Linked DNA regions of Mustela erminea: region 2 is linked to region 1. A link is a contact called in public Hi-C data. All regions are on one chromosome and are shown on one strand. The core of a region is the stretch at or near the end of the contact, and the rest is flanking DNA. Distances in the headings are between cores, read along the strand shown.

Region 1 (4,701 bases), core at 1,103-3,602:
AGCTGCACAGAGGCCCCGCGGGTCAGGATGCTGTGATAGGCGTGGCTGACGAAGAGGAAGTCCAGGGTACCAAGGAGGAACATGAGGGCTGTGGGGACCCCCCCAAATGGGGGATTGGTGGGGTCAGCACTGGGCCTGATGGCCACCTCCTGCTTCAAGACCCCACCCTCCGGCCCACCATGGCCCTAGCCATCTAGTCAGGCGCCACACTCCACTGACCCCAGCCCCCTGGGAACTGCAGTTTTGCCTAGGAGGGTATTAGAGCGGCCCGAGCTCCAGGTGAGGAGGCCAAGGGCTTCGGGGCTGGGCAGCTGAGGAGCCCTGGGGTGGAACAGGACAGAGGTGATGCAAATTAACTTCCAAATTTATCTTTCCTGTACAGCTGTGGGTCAAGGGGGATGCCTGTGCTCTAGGGTACAGGACCACGGTTAGTGACTTGTCGTGTTCCGATCGTCCACAGAGCCTCTCGTCCCTCCAGCTCCCTCCTCGTCCCTCCCAGGGATCTCACTCACAGACAATGCGGCAGTGAAAGAGCCAGGAGATGTTGGGGCTGCGTTCCATCTGAGGCAGAGCAGAAAAGGGGCCCATCAGGAAGGCCGGGGCTTACCCCACATCCCCAAGCCGGACTTCACTGCCCAAGCCCACCCACCAAGCCAATCCCTGGCTCCCATCTGCTCTGGAAAACGCCCTCAACCCAACTCACAAAGTCCACACGGTCCTCAGCCAGCCAGTGAAAACACTTGAGGAAGAGAAGCAGGGTGAAGAGTGCAACAAAGCGGGGGCTGAAGTCGTCCCGAAAGACGGTGAAGGCCAGACAAGTCTCAGTGACAGCATACCAGGAACGTTCTAGAAGGTGCTGGGGGGTGGACAAGGAATGATGAGGACCTCAAGACACTCTGCTTGTCCAGCTCCCTGCCCCTCGCTTTTGGAGTCAAGAACATCTTACCTCCATCTCTGCTGCCCTCAGCTGTCCAAAGAACACCTTGCCCATCACTTTGCCCAAGAGAAAGACAAGGACAAAGGCCTGGATGTAGAGGACCTAGGAGTGAGAATAAGCTATGGTTTGAGGTCACTTTCTGCTCTGCTATGTCTGGGGCTCCTCATTTGGGAACCCCCCACCAATGTCCCCATCCCAATTAATAAAAAGGCAGGCAGCTAGTGGGCTACTTGGCCTTTCTCCCACTTACCTGACCTCTAACTCCGCCCCCCGCCTCAAGCGGACTCCGCCTCCCCGCCCAGGGAGATTCCCCCCACCCTGAGCCCTGAACTCACTGCCATACTGGGGCTGGACTTGGTCAAGTACACCACAGTGGGGTAGAACTGGTGCTTGAGGTAGTAGGCATGAGCCACCACGGCCCCGGTCAGCGCCAGGCTGGCCGCCATCATCACTGCGGTGCGGAACATTGCCCTGGCCTGGAGACCTGCGTGGGGAAAGGGAAGGAATCACCTGTGTGATGCGTACACGGTGCAAACCCAGCCCCCCGCCCGACACGCAGTGTCACCAAATAGGAGTGGGGGAAAAAAAACCCCAAAACCCGCCTCGCCTCACCCTCACAATCATGACGCCAAGAACAGCATACGCGCCCCCATTTTACAAATAAGAAAATGGAGGCTCAAGGGGGGTTAAGCGAGCCCACTGACGCAAGGTCTGGAGCCTGGGTCAGTCTTGTTTCAAATCTAGGGTTTTCCACGCCGCCTGCCAAGCCGCCGCCTCTAGGGAGGCACGAGGAGAAGCAAACGTGCTGCAGGAGAGGGAACCGCTACCACGGCCTCTAAAGTGAAGATGATGGGGAGGATGCACACGCAGAAACCTCCAGAAGCAGGAAAGTGCCGCCTGGATCGGGAGAAGCCAGGCGCTGGGGGGCGCAGGTGGGCAGGCGACAGCGCCGGTGACAGCTCGGCCAGGGTGGGCAGCGGCCACGCGCGCCCCGCGGGAGCGGGCAGGATACGTCAGCCTGGAACCCTGGCGTCCCCCCCAACCCCCGGGGCAGTGTCCACTCGGGGGCAGCGGAGAAACGGCCGATCGCCGGGATGCAGCGGCGACACGGAGAGGGACCCGGGGCGCCCCCGCACCTGTGATCGCCAGGAGCAGCGAGCGTCGCAGGCGGGGCCCGGCCTCTGAAGAGCGGCCGCGCGGGCGCCTGAGGTCCACCACCAGCTGACAAGCCGCGAGCGGGGCTCAGGGGGTGCGCCGACCCCGGAGCCCTCAAGGGGAGGGCCCAGGTCCCGACTCCCAACCACAACCCGGGCCCGACCCCGGCCGACTCACCAGGAGCCCAGCGCCGCGAGCCCGCTCGATCCCCGCAACTGCGGAGGCGGCTCCGGTTAACAACACTGCCCACCCCCTGCGAGCCGGAACTTCGGGAGTGAGACACCTCACTTCCGGCGTGGCGCCGAGTGGGTCGTACCAAGTGCACCCTTCCGTTGGCCGCACCGCGCACCCTCCGTGGGGCCGACAGCGGTGGCCCCACCACTGTACCCAGGCGTCGCGCCCACGGCCGGAGCAAGAGGTGCGAGAGGTGGTCGCAGCGGAATAGGGCAGCCCGGCAGGTGGCTGGAGTCCCCCCGACTATTAGTCCCAGATGGTATCGTCTCCGTCTCAGAGCGGACTCAGCCTAGAGGAGGACTCGGGCTCCCAGGGAGGGGAGGAAGGTGGGGCTTTGTGCGGGCCGTACCATTTGGAGGGGGGGAGTGTGCCAGGGACCGACATTATGGGCTTAAGAGAAATAAAATGTCTTAGAATCTCACTCCAGAAGATTTCACAGCAAATCAGATGCTTTCCTGGAGAACTAGGTTCAGAAAAGAAAAATTTGCTCCTTCATGATCACCCCCAAATTGTGTGGGAGTGTGTTGGGTCCCCGTGGCTGCTGCTAATTGGCCGAGATAGAGTTACGCGGACCAATAAGAAAAAGGAAAGAGACTGGCCGGCCTATGGAGAGAGCGTAGCAGGTGAGCGGTTGCTAGGCGCTAAAGGCAGCGTTGCCTAGGTCTAGGTCCGAGCCGGGTGGGCGGACAGCTGGCTGGGAGGGGTGGGGTGCAGGGGGGTACAGTCCGTGGGCGGGTGATCTGTGTCTGCCCAAGGGGAACGTTTGCTGCGCCACAAAAGAGAGGACTAAGAAGGCAGATCTTTAACACCGGCTGATTTGGAATAGTGTTCTATGCAAAGGGCTCGACTTCAGTTTCCCTGTGTCTTCAGCTCTGCCTTGTATTGTCCGCTCCCCGGCCATAACCGCAGCTACAACAGGTCTTGAGCTGCGCATTATTTCAGTTTGTGTCTCAATCGCAGCCAAACCAGTCTGCTCATTGACAGAATGAAGCCAGTACACCCAATTTGTATCTTGCATTTCTTCCGTCTCGTGTAGCAGTCACCAAAGCGTATGGGCTACGAGGTGCCATTCTCATTTTGTACGTGGATTAATGGAGGTTCAGAGGTCTAACAAGACGTGTTCCTGGATTGGCGTTGGGTGTGTCTGACGCTAAATTCCCATCCTGTTGGCCTCAGCCACCTTCATCACCTCCTGAATTGGCCTGACAAGTTTAGCCTGTAACCTGTTACAGAGTTGGCTCCCCGACAAGGCCATGTGTTACTTTCTAGTGACTGCATCCAGCGGTCAACTTTCCCTTCGTGCCTGACTCAACCTCTCTCCCAAGAAGTCTCATACGTGAGATTCTGTGATCCCACAGGCCTCTGCTTTTCTTCCTGGCTCTGCATCCTCTCCTCTGTCTGTCCTTTCTCGTCTGTCCTAGATAGTGGTCCCTTCTGTTTGTTTTCTCTGCATAATGCCCTCTGCTCCTGTGGACTCCATACTCCCACCCAGGTGCTGATGACTCCCAGGTCTGGTCTCCAGCTGAAATATCTATTTTTTTTTTTTTTTTAATTTTAGTGTTCGTAGTCCTCCACCCCTGCCCTGGCTTCAGAAACCTGGGCATCTTGTTCATCCTCTCCCTTTCCCATCTGTCCCCACACCCAAACTGGTAATTAAATCATTTATTCAGTTGTCTGCAAACCTGTCAGATGCAGCCTGTTCTAGGAACTCAGGATATCAGTGAACATAATGACAATCTCTGCCTTTGTGAAGTTTTACCTTGGTGGGTGTGATGGATGATAAACCAGATACATGATATAAGGGAATTCGCTACTGTGTTGGGAGGTAATAAGTAGGTAATAAGAGCTGTAGGCAAAAAAAGAGGGGAATGAAGGGGATCAGGAGTGTGGTGGGGGTTCTTGAAGCAGGTTGCTGTGTAAGTGAGAAGCTAAACAAAGACTTGAAGGAGGAAGGGGCATGAGCCAAGGGACCCCTGGGTAAAGAGTCACCGTTGGTGAAGAGTGGACCTGTCCTGGGTTGTTGGGAGGAGGCGAGTATGGCTGGAGTGGAAATAGCAAAAGGGTAAGTGGGAGGAGGAGGAAGAACCAGATGGCATTAGCCATTATAAGGACTTTGGCTTTTACTTTGAATGACAGGAGGAGCCATTGGGGGTGCTGAATAGAGGTGGCGGGCCCTCTTCTTAGGTCTAAAAGGATCACCCTAGCACCTCTGTTATTGAATGAGCTAGGGGGAGGGGAGGAGGGAGAGGGAAAAGCAGACTCCCCACTGAGCAGGAAGCCCAATGAAGGGCACCTCGGTGGCTCAGTTGGTTAAGCATCTGACCTCGGCTCAAGTCACGATCTCAGAGTCCTGGGATAGAGACTGGAGTCATGCT
Region 2 (4,701 bases), core at 1,507-4,006, 150 kb after region 1:
TTGGTAGAAGAAACGACAAAGTTAAAATACAGATTGGAAAAAGTCTGGGTGCAACACACTTGCTAGACAGTGGTTATCGTCTTTGACAGGTCTGCAGACATTTTCTGTAAATGACAGAGGGTAGATATTTGAGGTTTGAGGGTCATATGGTCTCTGTCACAACTATTCAAGTCTGTCTCTGTAGCACAGACTCAGCCATAGACTGTAAACAAATGAACACCACTTCATTCCAATAAAATTTTATGCATATTGAAATTTGGATTTCATATCATTTCCATACATCTCAAAATACTTTTTTTAAATTTTTTCCAACCACTTAAAAATGTAAAAAATACTCTTAACTAGAAGGCCTTACAGAAACAGGCAGCTGGCCAGTTTTGGTCTAAGGGCCATAATTTGCTACCTTTGGTCGATGATATACAAAGAGCTCCTGCTACTTGGTCATAAAAGGCCAATGACAAAGGATGTAGACATACATGCCAGCTGCAGAAAAGGAAATCCAAATGACCACTAAGCATTTGTAACAGGATGTGGAATGAGATTTTTCCTGTTATCTGAGTATAACATACGACAAATAATCGCACATTCTAGAGAAAGAGTATTGACAAGCTCTTGAAAGCTTTCTATAAAACACGAGCATCAGTCTTTTGACAACTGGCCCCCATCACCCACCTCCAGACAGTAACAGGCAACTAATTCAGGAAAGGATTGACAGGGAGGACAGCTGGGGTCAGACCTAGTCTATTTGACACTGAGAGCAGATGATTTAAATCTTCCTCTTCTCTACTACATTATTTTTAGCATTTATTTTTATCATGAAAGGAAACTATACCCAACATGGAAGGCCTTACCTATTTCAGAATAGTTCCAGACATTTGATGACTTCCTCTTTTGCCTTTAATTTTTCTTTTTCACGCTCTACTGAGTCTTTTTATGGAAGAACAGTGCCCTCTTCACACTAAGCAAACACTATGTAAAGGTATTTCGTGGATGTAATTTATAGTACCAAATCATTTGGCCTTAAGAAAGGGCAATGATCTGGGTGGACTTGACCTAATAACAAGAGCCTTTTATTTTATTTTTTTTTAAGATTTTTTATTTATTTATTTGACAGAGAGAGATCACAAGTAGGCAGAGAGGCAGGCAGAGAGAGAGAGAGGAGGAAGCAGGCTCCCTGCTGAGCAGAGAGCCCGATGCGGGACTCGATCCCAGGACCCTGAGATCATGACCCGAGCCGAAGGCAGCGGCTTTACCCACTGAGCCACCCAGGCGCGCACAAGAGCCTTTTAAAAACAGAGTTCCTCTGGCAGGTTGAAGAAACCCCTAGAAAGGAATCCAGCTTGGCAACACCTTGGTTTCAGCCTCACTGAGCAGAGAATGGAAACATGAAGACCTGCTTTGCCCAGACAGCTGACCTACAGAACGTTGCTTGGGGTACTGCGTGGATGTTGTTTTAAGCCACTAAGTTCGCGATAAATCATTACATAACAATAGAAAATGATTACACCCTTTATTGCTTGCACCCAGGAGAACCACTCCTACCCTCTGCCCTCTGTACCTACCAGTAGAGGCCTTAGGGGAGAGTGAAGATTTTCCCTCTCCACCCACCCTTGAATGGGGAAGCAGACTAAGGTCGGCTCTACCTTGTCTGGCTGAAGCTAAGACAGGGTGCTCTGGCTCTGCCTGGCCCGTCCCTCATCTCATTCCTTGAGGTGTCCCCTAGAAGTCTTTGATCTCTGGTGCAGTCTTGGGAATCACTGCTTTGGTAAAACCCCATACTTTCCTTAGTTAGCCCCTATCTTTGTTTGTTGGAACAGTGTGCATTTTTAATGTTGTCAATGAAGCTACCGCAAACATCTGTGTACCCAAAACTTTGCCTGGATTTTGGCGGGTTTTCTTAGGATAAGAAATGCTGAGTCAAGAGCAAATGAACATCTTCCAGGCTCCTCATATATACTCGCAAACTTTTCTAGAAAGATCCTACCAGTATACCAGGGGAACACGATGTCTAAGATTACTTTTCCAAGCTGAGCCAACAGCTCAAAGACTTAAGAGAAACTTCAAGGGGAAGGCCACCTTTTCATTTTACTTCCACTCTCTCCCTCTTAGTGAACCATTTTCACTCCCAAGTTTTCAGTCGCCCACCGGGAACTGGGATTTCCACCGGGAAATCCCAAAGGCATCCAAACCTAACGTAGTACACCGAACAAAGGCATAACCTCACCTTTCCACCAAAGTGCCCCAGGTTTAGAAAACAGATCTAACCCTGTGGCCGGGCCCAAGCTGATAACCATTGAAGATAATCAACCGGATTCCCTAACAAAACCACTTTTTTAAGATAAGTGAGGGCAGGCCGAGTGCAGACCAGGACAGAGACGGAAACTCGCGCTGGGCACAGCGGCTCTGGGAGGTTGCGGGTGTGTGCACAGCAGCGCCTGCGCACCAAACCACAGGACAAAAAGGTGACGAGCCTGGGTCACGGAGCTTGGCCCAGCAGGCGGTGCCAAAATATAGGCAACCACGGCTGGCACCCAGACGCGATTTAAGGGATGCGGGCCAAAGACAACGCGCGCCTGAGCCCAACTTCGGCGCCTTATGAGACACAACTGCGCGGCCGCCATGAGGTAGGCGGACCGTCGGGCGCACGGGCGGGCGTGTCGGCGTTTGTGCGCACGCGCCCTTGGACGCGCGGGGGCGCGCGACGTTTGGGAACAAGAAGGAAGCAGAAGGGAAGGGGCGGGGTTTAACCCGTCTTGCGCATGCGCGCGCCGTGCAAACCATTTGGCGGGTTTTCGCTGGTTGAGCTGTTCTGTCCCAGTCCTGGAGGTGCTCCGCGGTAGCTTTTAGGGAGCAGGACGTTCTCACAGGAGTGCGAGTTAAAGAGCTTTCTGCTTCCTCCCTTCGGGCGCTTGGGGGCTCCTCCCACATTAAAAAGAAGTGTTTCTCCGTGGCTGAGGCCGGGGCCTTCCGACCGCCGGTGGGCTTGGGCCATTTGGTCCTCTTCCGTCTCGCTCTCTGTGAGGGTGCCCAGGATCCGAGGAACCTCGTCCTGCCCATCAGTCTCCACGCCGTGGGTTCCCGGAACTCAGGTCGGAGCTCGGTGGGCCGGGCCCCCGGCTTCCCTGCGGGGTCACCATGAGCGTGTGCGCCCAGCGCCTGGTGGAAGAGCTGCAGATCTTCGACGTAGAATGCGAGGCGGCTCTGACCGAGAAATGTGAGTCCCTCGGCCCCGCGCCGCCCCCAGCCGGGATCAGCGCTCCCGCTGGGTGTTCCCAGTCGCCTAGAACCCCAAAGGGAACGCAGCCAAGTTTCTCCCCTCCCCTAGATCAGACCTCTTGGTGTTTGGGAGACGAAAAATTAAACCAAGTCTTGCGATATGGGGGGTAGGGACTTGGCAGCGTTTGCAGTGTCCTGCTTGGATCCCAACTCAAGAGTAAGAGTATGAAGCACGACTTTAAACCCGCGCAGTTTCGGAAAGGTGGAATTGGGCGGTGCCAGGATCCAACTAGGCCTGGTGGCGCGAGTTGTGAAATTCTTTAAGCCTCCAAAACAGAACAAGAGCCGTGGGGGGGTTGAAATGTAACTTTTTATTCGTGGCTCCTCCCTTTCCAGCCTGGCTGTAAACTTCTGATCCATCACTTCTCATCAGAGCTGTTGGTGGTCTGTGCAAATATGATCCCTTGAGGTGGGTTCCCCAAATTGAATTTTAGCTCTGATAAAAACGCTAGGGAGCTTGTCAGCTGTTTACAGAAGCTGAAACAGACCAGGAGACGGCTTGTCTGAACCCCAGTCTCCTCTCCTCGAGTATGGGTGCTCCCTCTTACTGGTCCGGCTATGGGGCGGGAGATGTCAGAAGCAGTGTCTTGGGAGGTGTAGAGTTCTCAGTTTCAGAATCGTGATGAACGTGCCCCTGCCCTAACCATTCGTCAACATTTAGAACTTCTTTTTAATGTGTAAAACCGAAATGCAAACATGTTAACTTTCCGTGAGATACCAGAATTCTCCAAGGTCTTATGCCCAGTGCATTCTTTTCCAAAATGCTGTTGCTTTTATCTCACAGAACTACTTTGGCAGTGGTGTTAGAATTCTAGTCTTTGAATTCATAATTACTAACCTCAGTGGGACTTTTAAGTTTGCCACCTTCTCCTTTAAGATCCTTCTGTCCCACTCAAAGCTGATGAACTTCTTCTCTCACCAAAAAAGTAGAAACAAAACTTCCACCATTACTTCTTCACACCTACCTCTCCTGCTGCCTTATTCCAATGAATAAATTCTCCCTATTCCTAGTAAAATCCAGACCCCCCCACTAGAGTCCTAAATCCCATTCCTTCTCGAACCTTCTTACGAACATTGCTCCAGTAATTCTAACCTCTTACATGTTTTCTATTTTTCTCCCTATGAGAGTTTTTCTCTTGATAGCACAGTAGTGTGGTTCTTGCTCCACATTTAAAATACTCTGTTGAGGGACACCTGGGTGGCTCAGTGGTTTAAAGCCTCTGCCTTCAGCTCAGGTCATGATCTCAGGGTTCTGGGATCAAGCCCTGCACTGGGCTCTCTGCAGGGGGCTCTCTGTTGAACCCATTCCCTCTTCCAGTTCTTTCCTCCCCAATTACAGCAAACCTCTTCAAAAGGGTTGTCTGTTGTCTGTATTTGCTGTCTTCAGATTTGTCCTCCTTAAGCCCGTTTCAATAATCTTTTTCA

The links. Hi-C and Micro-C count contacts between places; a contact is called where the count stands out from the background.
Region 2: a contact with region 1 is called in a Hi-C map of spleen, with 6 times the contacts expected there. The contact joins the promoter of POLA2 here to the promoter of SYVN1 in region 1. A contact is called at or near these places in 2 of 3 Hi-C or Micro-C datasets (fibroblasts and spleen).

What each region holds. Positions count from the first base shown.
Region 1 is chr9:107,076,035-107,080,735 of mMusErm1.Pri, forward strand. It overlaps SYVN1 (E3 ubiquitin-protein ligase synoviolin), which reads right to left and starts at 2,353. Exons shown (of 16, transcript XM_032357259.1): 1 at 2,270-2,353; 2 at 1,273-1,421; 3 at 947-1,039; 4 at 704-856; 5 at 513-561; 6 at 1-88. The coding sequence starts at 1,404.
Region 2 is chr9:107,229,857-107,234,557 of mMusErm1.Pri, forward strand. POLA2 (DNA polymerase alpha subunit B) reads left to right here and starts at 2,757. Exons shown (of 17, transcript XM_032358038.1): 1 at 2,757-3,214. The coding sequence starts at 3,136.